2 separate regions of the Neogale vison genome follow, and region 1 is linked to region 2. The links are chromatin contacts, called in public Hi-C maps. All regions are on one chromosome and are shown on one strand. Each heading gives the region's core, a stretch centred on a gene start, on an enhancer-like site or on the middle of the called end of the contact. The rest is flanking DNA. Distances are from core to core; before and after follow the strand shown. Region 1 holds the start of PPP2R3C (serine/threonine-protein phosphatase 2A regulatory subunit B'' subunit gamma). Region 2 holds the start of NFKBIA (NF-kappa-B inhibitor alpha).

The links. Hi-C and Micro-C count contacts between places; a contact is called where the count stands out from the background.
Region 1: a contact with region 2 is called in a Hi-C map of muscle, with 4 times the contacts expected there. The contact joins the promoter of PPP2R3C here to the promoter of NFKBIA in region 2. A contact is called at or near these places in 2 of 3 Hi-C or Micro-C datasets (muscle and tongue).

The regions. Positions count from the first base shown.
Region 1 is chr13:62,528,750-62,532,851 of ASM_NN_V1, reverse strand. PPP2R3C (serine/threonine-protein phosphatase 2A regulatory subunit B'' subunit gamma) reads right to left here and starts at 1,476. Exons shown (of 13, transcript XM_044231434.1): 1 at 1,222-1,476. The coding sequence starts at 1,270. It overlaps LOC122894081 (mitochondrial ribonuclease P catalytic subunit), which reads left to right and starts at 1,709. Exons shown (of 8, transcript XM_044231430.1): 1 at 1,709-1,902; 2 at 2,244-3,524. The coding sequence starts at 2,539.
Region 2 is chr13:62,274,478-62,278,236 of ASM_NN_V1, reverse strand. NFKBIA (NF-kappa-B inhibitor alpha) reads right to left here and starts at 1,264. Exons shown (of 6, transcript XM_044230766.1): 1 at 930-1,264; 2 at 184-292. The coding sequence starts at 1,156.

The sequences.
Region 1 (4,102 bases), core at 227-2,726, 250 kb before region 2:
CCAAAAAAAAAAAAAAAAGGAGAGGAGAAAGTACAAGTGACTTTTTTTTTTTGTAAGATTTTATTTATTTGACAGAGATCACAAGTAGGCAGAGAGGCAGGGGGCAGGGAGGGGAGGGAAAAGCTGGCTCCCTGCTGAGCAGAGAGCCTGATGAGGGGCTTGATCCCAGGACCCTGGGATCATGACCTGAGTCGAAGGCAGAGGCTTTAACCCACTGAGCCACCCAGGCGCCCCTGAAATGATATTTCTTACATGGAGTATATTACAGCATGTTTGTCAAAGCTGATGGAAATGATCTAGTGGAGAAGAAAAACTTGATGATATATGAGAGAGAAAGTAAGAACAGAGTGAAGTCAGTGAATAAAAGAAAGGGAACACGATCTGCTGTTGGAGTGGAGGAATTGTCTCAAATACGAATATGGACAGTTCATTTTGAACAGTAAAGGCAAAGTATCTAGGGTGGGGAAAAAGGATCTAGCGTGGGGAAAGGCCTGATAGAAACGGTAAGTGGGGAAAAGTGGGTTTTTTTTCTTTGCACTGACTTTCTCAAATATATACACAAGCTCATCAACTAAAGATACTAGAGGTCTGGAAGATGAAAACTGCCTTAGAGTGTAGGAGAATGAATACGGAGGGAAACGCGGAATACGTGCAAATGAATAACCGAGACACTTGCTTTAGGTTAGAGGACATGAATTCAAAGTGAGACAATTGACCACGGTTCCGTTTTTCTCCAGCCACTTTCGGCTGCCCCGGGGGTACATGTGGAATAAGAGCTTCAGCCAGGCTGGTTAACAAGCAAATGTGAAGGAGGGGAGAAAAGAATAAAGAAAAATTGATTATAAAATCTAAAATGTATAAGAAGGGAAGTGAAAAGTGTTAGTAAAAAGGCATTAAGATCAATCAGTGGGTTATAGGTTGTAGTAGGATCGAAGAACGGTTGGAACCGGGGTCCTCAATTATCCCTCAAAAGCCTCAGTCAAGGCCACGTAACTGAGTGCTAAGATAATTCTTCATTCCCGCAAACCTTTTCCCGGGAAGTGCGGGTCAAACCTCTCAGTACCCCTAAATCACGTCCCATCCGCCTTTGTCAAGAGAGCTTTTATAGAAGCGTAAAGCGAGGCTCCCAGAGGCTGCTCCTCCCCGACCTCCCCCCTACCTGCTGGAGTTTAGGGCCGACCTAACTCTGGAAGCAGCCCCTCCCAAACTCACTGTAGGTACCTGTGCTGGGCGACGCTAACCGCCGGCGAAGAATTTCTTTCCAGTCCATCGCTGACTCCCGCGCAGCAGCTCCTGCATTTGCAGTTCACTAACCGCTCCACCCCCTACTAGCTCAGACTGCAATCACCGCCCAACCCCGTAAAGGTCAGGATCGCTCGAGCGCCATCTTGGACACGGGCGGAAGTGGGCTAACCAGGCAGAAACCCATTATAGCTACTGCGTAGAATACGGCGATCAAGTTAACAGCGGGGAACGCCGACCTGAAACAGACCGAAAAGTGATCTGTTAGGCAGAGCCCAGCTTCCCGAAGTCCAATTTTAAAGGTGCAGGATAAAGAAGCCCACGTATTTATTTCTTTAACTTGGGACTTTGGCGCCTGTGTACCACGTGATTCCAGAGTCCTACGGCGCTTCCGGCCTGAGGAAGAGCTTTTTTGCTTCACAATTTCTTTTCATCGCTCACTGCAGATATCTAGAGGCCCTAAAGTTTCCCTGAACGTAGTAGACGTCCTCAACAGCCCCTTCTGCCACTAACAGCTTCACAATTGTGTTTCTATCGCCTTCCGGCCCGGCGGAACGCCTGCTTGGGGTTCGGCCACGCCCCGGGGCCTGGGCCCTTGCGGTGCATTGTGGATGCGGTAGTTCCGTCGTGTTTATGGTTGCCTTAAGCGTGAGTGCTGAGGTGAGTTGTTGAATGGAGGGAACTTAGTTTCTAAGCGGTCTGTACACGGCCGGCAGTGCCCTTCGTGAATCCCACTTCCTTACTTGAATTGTCAGTTCGGCTCTCTCCCCAACGCCCCCGCCCTCATATCATCACCTGACGTGTTTGGCGGCCTGGGAGGGTTGTTATGCCGGCCCAGGGCCGCTAGATTTTGGCTTTCGCCGCCGTCCATGCTGCTCCCAGGTCTGGGGTTGGGGCGTCCCTCGTTCAGCAAGGCTCCCCTGGGATCATGCCTCTTTTTCAAGGGCTGTTGTGTTCCACGCGAATCAAACTGGACGGGCCTCCTTGTGCTTTTTCCTCAGGTTCACCGTGTGGAATATATCAGACACCGGAGGATTCCTACCCTGTCCCCAGGTTTTAGAACTTGGCGACCGATGTCGGATGTCCCCGGATGGTTGTTTAACGGCAAGAACTCAGCAGACTTCGTTGCGTTAGGTAGCCCCAAAAGCAGACCCCTGATTTGTCTGTGAGAAACTGAAAATCATCTTTTAAGAAGTGGTGCTTCGATTCTCCGCCCCCACTCCCAGTTCCTTAATTATGCTGTAGAAGTAGGGGTTTTGTGAACACCATCCTGTCTAGTGCTGATCTCACTGCACGATGACTTTGTGTTTCACGGGTATTCGAAGCTTTCCCAAGCTTTGGAAGAGCAATCCATACCTTGGCCTAAGCCTGGGGCACTCTTTCCTCTCTCTCTTTCTCAAAGACCGTTATGGCATCCGGGAGCAACAGAAGTGGTTTTCTCTTAAAACAGTGTCTGCACAAAATACTAAAGCAGTGAATCTGCTGGTTGCCAAGTCCAGATACGGCAGGAAAGGAGATGAAGGCAGTAATAAGGAAGTTTCTTCTGATTCCCATCTGTTTGCAGCTGGAGCGGCTAGGAAGAGATCACAGATGAATCCTCTCGGGGAAGATCATGCCTTGCCACCTGTAAGGAACACTATTCAACTTCCAACAAAACCTTTGAATTCAGAAGAGTGGGATAAACTCAAGGAAGATTTCAAAGGAAAAGCTAATTTTGCAAGCTGGATTATTTCACAAATGGCACACTCCCATAGCTCTGTAGATGTGGCCAAATCTCTGTTAGCCTGGGTAGCTGCAAAAAACAACGGTATTGTAGGCTATGATTTGCTGGTCAGGTATTTGTATCTCTGCGTCTTTCATAAGCAGACATCGGAAGTTATTGATGTCTATGAGATCATGAAAGCCAGATATAGGAGATTAGAACCTGGAGCCTATACTCTCCTCATCCAGGGATTAGTCCACTCAGATAGATGGAAAGAAGCTTTGTTGCTGTTAGAGGATGTCAAAAAAGTCCTGATCCCTTCAGTAAGGAACTACAATGATTGTATTGAGGGAGCCCTCCTCCATCAAGACGTAAGCCTCGCTTGGAATTTGTATCAGGAATTGTTAGGTCGTGATCTTACTCCTATGTTGAAAACTTTAAAAGCATTCTTTGATTTTGGAAAAAACGTGAAAGATGATCAGTATTCAAATAAGCTACTTGACATTCTTTTGTATCTAAGAAATAATCATCTGTATCCTGAGGAATCATTTGCCCACAGTATCAAAACATGGTTTGAGAGGTAATTTTGATCTTTATAGTATGTTTTTATTTTAATACCTCTACCTAAAAGCAGCCACCTTTTGTTGTTGTTGTTGAGAATTACTCTATTCAGATTATACTTCTTTCCTTCTCTCAGATTTGTTTCCCTTTAAGAACAAAATTTTGGGGGTGCCTGGGTGGCTCAGTGGGTTTGGGCCTCTGCCTTCGGCTTGGGTCATGATCTCAGGGTCCTGGGATCGAGTCCCGCATTGAGCTCCTTGCTTAGCGGGGAACCTCCTTCTCCCTATGCCTCCCACTGTCCCTGCTTGTCCTCTCTTGCTCTCTCTTTCTCTCTCTCTCTCTGGCAAATAAATAAAATCCTTAAATTTTTTAAAAAAAATTAAAAAAATAAAGAAAAATTTCCTCCTCTTTAAAAAAGTAATAACATAAAAAATTTTTATTCTCAATTCATCACATAATAGGGAAGTTATCAAGCACTTGTATGTTTTCATGTATTTTTTCTTTGTAGAAGGATAATCTTTTTTTCTGAGTTCTGTATGATATACTTACAAATAGTTGTTTTTTTTTTTTTTTTTGTTTATTTGACAGAGATCACAA
Region 2 (3,759 bases), core at 15-2,514:
CAGGTGGGCTTTCACAAAGGCCTCACCAAATCAATGGAATTTTCTTTCCTCTCTAGGACCTTGCATAAAAGGTCAGGGAAGATAATGACCCGTGATTGTTAATCGACGAAAGGTTGGGAGCAGCTGTGCTAGATCCAGCTTTATTACTAGGTCAGAGGCACGGGGCTGGGCAGGCCGGCGCACCTGCTGCAGGTTGTTCTGGAAGTTGAGAAAGGCCAGGTCGCCCTTCACTTGGCGGATCACTTCCATGGTCAGTGCCTTCTCTTCATGGATGATGGCCAAGTGCAGGAACCTAAGGGGAACAGAGGGAAAAACCCCCAGGGCTGGTGAGTGCATTGCGTGGGGCCCAGGGAGGCGCGGGCTGCGGGGGATTGCGCAAGGCCGGGGTTTCTGGAGGCCGAGGCCGCGGTGTTTTCCGCGAGGTTATTATGAGCTGAGTGTTCCTGGCAGGCGCCCAGGGACTTTCCGGGCGCCCCCCCCACCACCACCCTTCTCGGCGGGCGCCGGTCAGACCGCCCCGCCCTCCCGCCGGGCCGGAACGCCCTGTACTTCCCCTCCCGGCCGCGAGGCGCCCGCCAGCGGGGCAGAAACTCCAGCCTACCCTCCCCCCGCCCCCCGACTCTCCCTTATGCAAGAGGGGACTTCGCGTCCCCGCCGCCGCCCCGCCCCCGCCGAGCGCCGAGAAGACCCGGCCCGGGCCCGGGGTGGAGGGGGGGAGGGGAAGGCATGCGCGTCTGCAAGGCAGAGCTGCTGCACGGCAGCCCCGGGATCCGACCCTCATTTCCCATCCCCCGGCCCCTACGCGCATCCCTCCGCTTTGCACGGCCTCCGGGAGATGGCGGGCGGCGGAGCATAAATCCCGGTCTGCGGCCGCCTCGCGCGCCTCGCGCTGCAGGCCCGGCGTCCCCACCCGGCCCCGCGGCACTTACGAGTCTCCGTCCTCGGTGAGCTGCTGCTTCCAGGGCTCGGCGCCGCGCGGCGCCTCCTGCGGCTCGAGGCGGATCTCCTTCAGTTCCTTCACCAACTGTTCGTACTCCTCGTCCTTCATGGAGTCCAGGCCGCTGTCGTGGCGGTCGTCCAGCAGGCGCTCCTTCTTGAGCGCGTCCCGGGGACCCTCCATGGCCCAGTCCTGGTTGTGCTCGGCGGCCTGAAACATGGCGCGGGGGAAGCTGTGGCGCTGCTGCCCAGGTGCGCTCGGCCGCGGGCTGCGCGCTCGCTGCCTCTAAGTGTCACGGAGGGGAGGACCGCTGGCTGCGACTCTTGTGGGCTCGCCAGCGCCGCCGCGGCGCCCTATAAACGCTGGCAGGGGATTTCTCCGGGGCGGGGTCAGGCGCGGGGAATTTCCAAGCCAGTCAGACCAGAAAAGAGAACTGGCCTCGTCCTCTGCTCGGGAGGGAGACGGGGGTGGGGGCGGGGGGAGAAGCCTAAACCCTGACTCGGGTTCATCAGAGAAACTCCCCGCGATGAGCCACTGGGGTCATGTACAGGGAACTTTTTTGATGAACGCTGAGTGGCTGGAAAGTCCTCCCGACTAAGGTCCCCTACCCCGGTACTTCCCTGCTGCTTGCACTCAGTAATCCCGTCCCTCTGCAAGAAGCCTTCTTTCCCTGGGGTTTCCCACGATCGATTCGATTTGGGGTCGTGGACTGCTGAGATCCCAGTGAACGCAGACCTGTTGTGCAGTTCCTCCGTGGGGTTTGCCGACCCGCCGGTCCTTTCCGATTCTTGATCTTTTCGAAAACTCGAGTGGAAATGATGGCTGGACGTCGGGATTTGCTTCCCCACACTTCTCGCTGCGGGAAAGGACGCACTGGCGGGTTAGAAGGTCGCAGGCTGCCTCTGCCTTCCTACCAATACCAGGCTCTCTGCAGCGCAGGGACACTTAGCCCTCCCCAGCAAACCCCCCCCCCCCCCGTAGAAGTTGTGAATGTGAATGCTTTGGCATTAAGAGACCAGTGGTTGGAGAACCCTCAATCATTTCCTCGGGATTGACAGTCCTGGTGGCTGGAGGAGGGGCAAACACTCTGCCCTGTATTCAGGCAAAATGCTGAACATGACCATAATTTTTTCCAAGTAAAGCAAAGTGTTGATCTTTGTAGTAGAAGTTGTAGCTAGCTACCCTGGATGAACAAAAGAATTATCGAGGTCATGGTCCCTGATTTGCACTGTGCTGCTGCAAAGAATGGATCCTCAGCTTACTTCTGGGTGCCCAGCTGGGTGACTTTCCAGAAGCATTTGGAAGAGGCTGAAGAATAGGGTGAGCAGTGCCTTACCCAAGATTGGGACTTAAGGATGGCTAAGAAAGTAGTTGCTAAGCCTGCTACAAGAGATTACTAGATTACCCCCTTTGCTAGCTCCTTGCTCTCCTGCCCTGGGGAGGGCAGCAGTTGGACATATCCAGGCTCCCCATCTTCTGGTTTCACCTGCAGAAATAGAACTTATGTTCCCACTCCACCCCCTTCTCCTAACCTGCAAGCCTCTAATTGAATTTGTCTACTTCTAGAACCGGTTCAGGCAAAATAAAGCAATTGGGTCAGAGTTTTTAGGGATGAGCCCCAGGAGCCTCTATAGTTATGCAGAAAGTTCTGGTGATTGTGTTGCATTCATCTTTAACTTAACTGGCTGTGTACTAACCAGCCGTTTGCTCATCTCTTCTTTCTCCAATCCTCTATCTGAATGTAGGGAACCTGGGTCAGGGGGAGTGAGAAAAAAATAGGGGAAAACCCTAAAATCAAGACCTAAAACCTTCAGGGTCATAATGATCACATGTTTATAATGAAAGCTTTCCAAGGACAGACTCCATTGTCTCTGCAGGCACATGATATACAAAAACCCTTATGGAAGCAGGATAGAGCAGTGGCTATACGTAGATCATCTCCCTTCCGACTCCACCTCTAATTAACTGCATATTAATTGGGGAGATCAGTTAACTTTGCTGTGGTCTACCTGCTCTGATCATAAGATTCAATCAATGTCATTTAAAGGTTTTTTTCCTGCTTAAAAATGGTATTGCTTGTCCACAAACACATAGATAGCTGCTTAAGGGTGACTATGTCTCTTGGAAGTAGTGTAAGTTTTTGGAAGGACTCCCAACACTTTTTGCAATACATTGTTCATTCTCAGAACTCCTCTTGTAAGATAGGTATCATTCCTATTTTCCCCAAAAGGAACTGAAATGCAGAGAAATTTACCTCGGCACCCCGTGACAGTTTATCTAATTTCTATCCTAACATATTAATCATGGGGCCAAAGCAGTTGTAGTATTTACGCTTTTGAAAACTCCATGTAGAAATGAGACCAAATGGGAAGCCTGGGTGGCTCAGTGGGTTAAGCCTTTGCCTTCCGCTGAGGTCATGATCCCAGGGTCCTGGATCGAGCCCCAAATTGGGCTCTCTGCTCAGCAGCGAGCGTGCTCCCCTCTCTCTCGCTGCTTGCCTCTCTGCCTACTTGTGATCTTGTCTGTCAAATAAATAAATAAAACCTTTAAAAAAATAAAGAAATGAGACCAAATGCATAGTAATGTGAAGAAGATGCTCAAAGTATTTTCTACTCCAGTTGTTAGGTGAAATAGAGGTTGGTGTTCCCCTATCAGGCAATATTCATCTCTGTAAAAAAAAAAAAAAAAAAAAAAAAGTTGAGCTCTCAATGCCCCACTTATATAGCTTAGAAGATGATTTTTAGCTGCAGGTTTAAAAATGATCATTAAGAAAGAAAATCATGGATAAAACAAAAGTCTCAATAGCTTCCTTGCACCTCCTT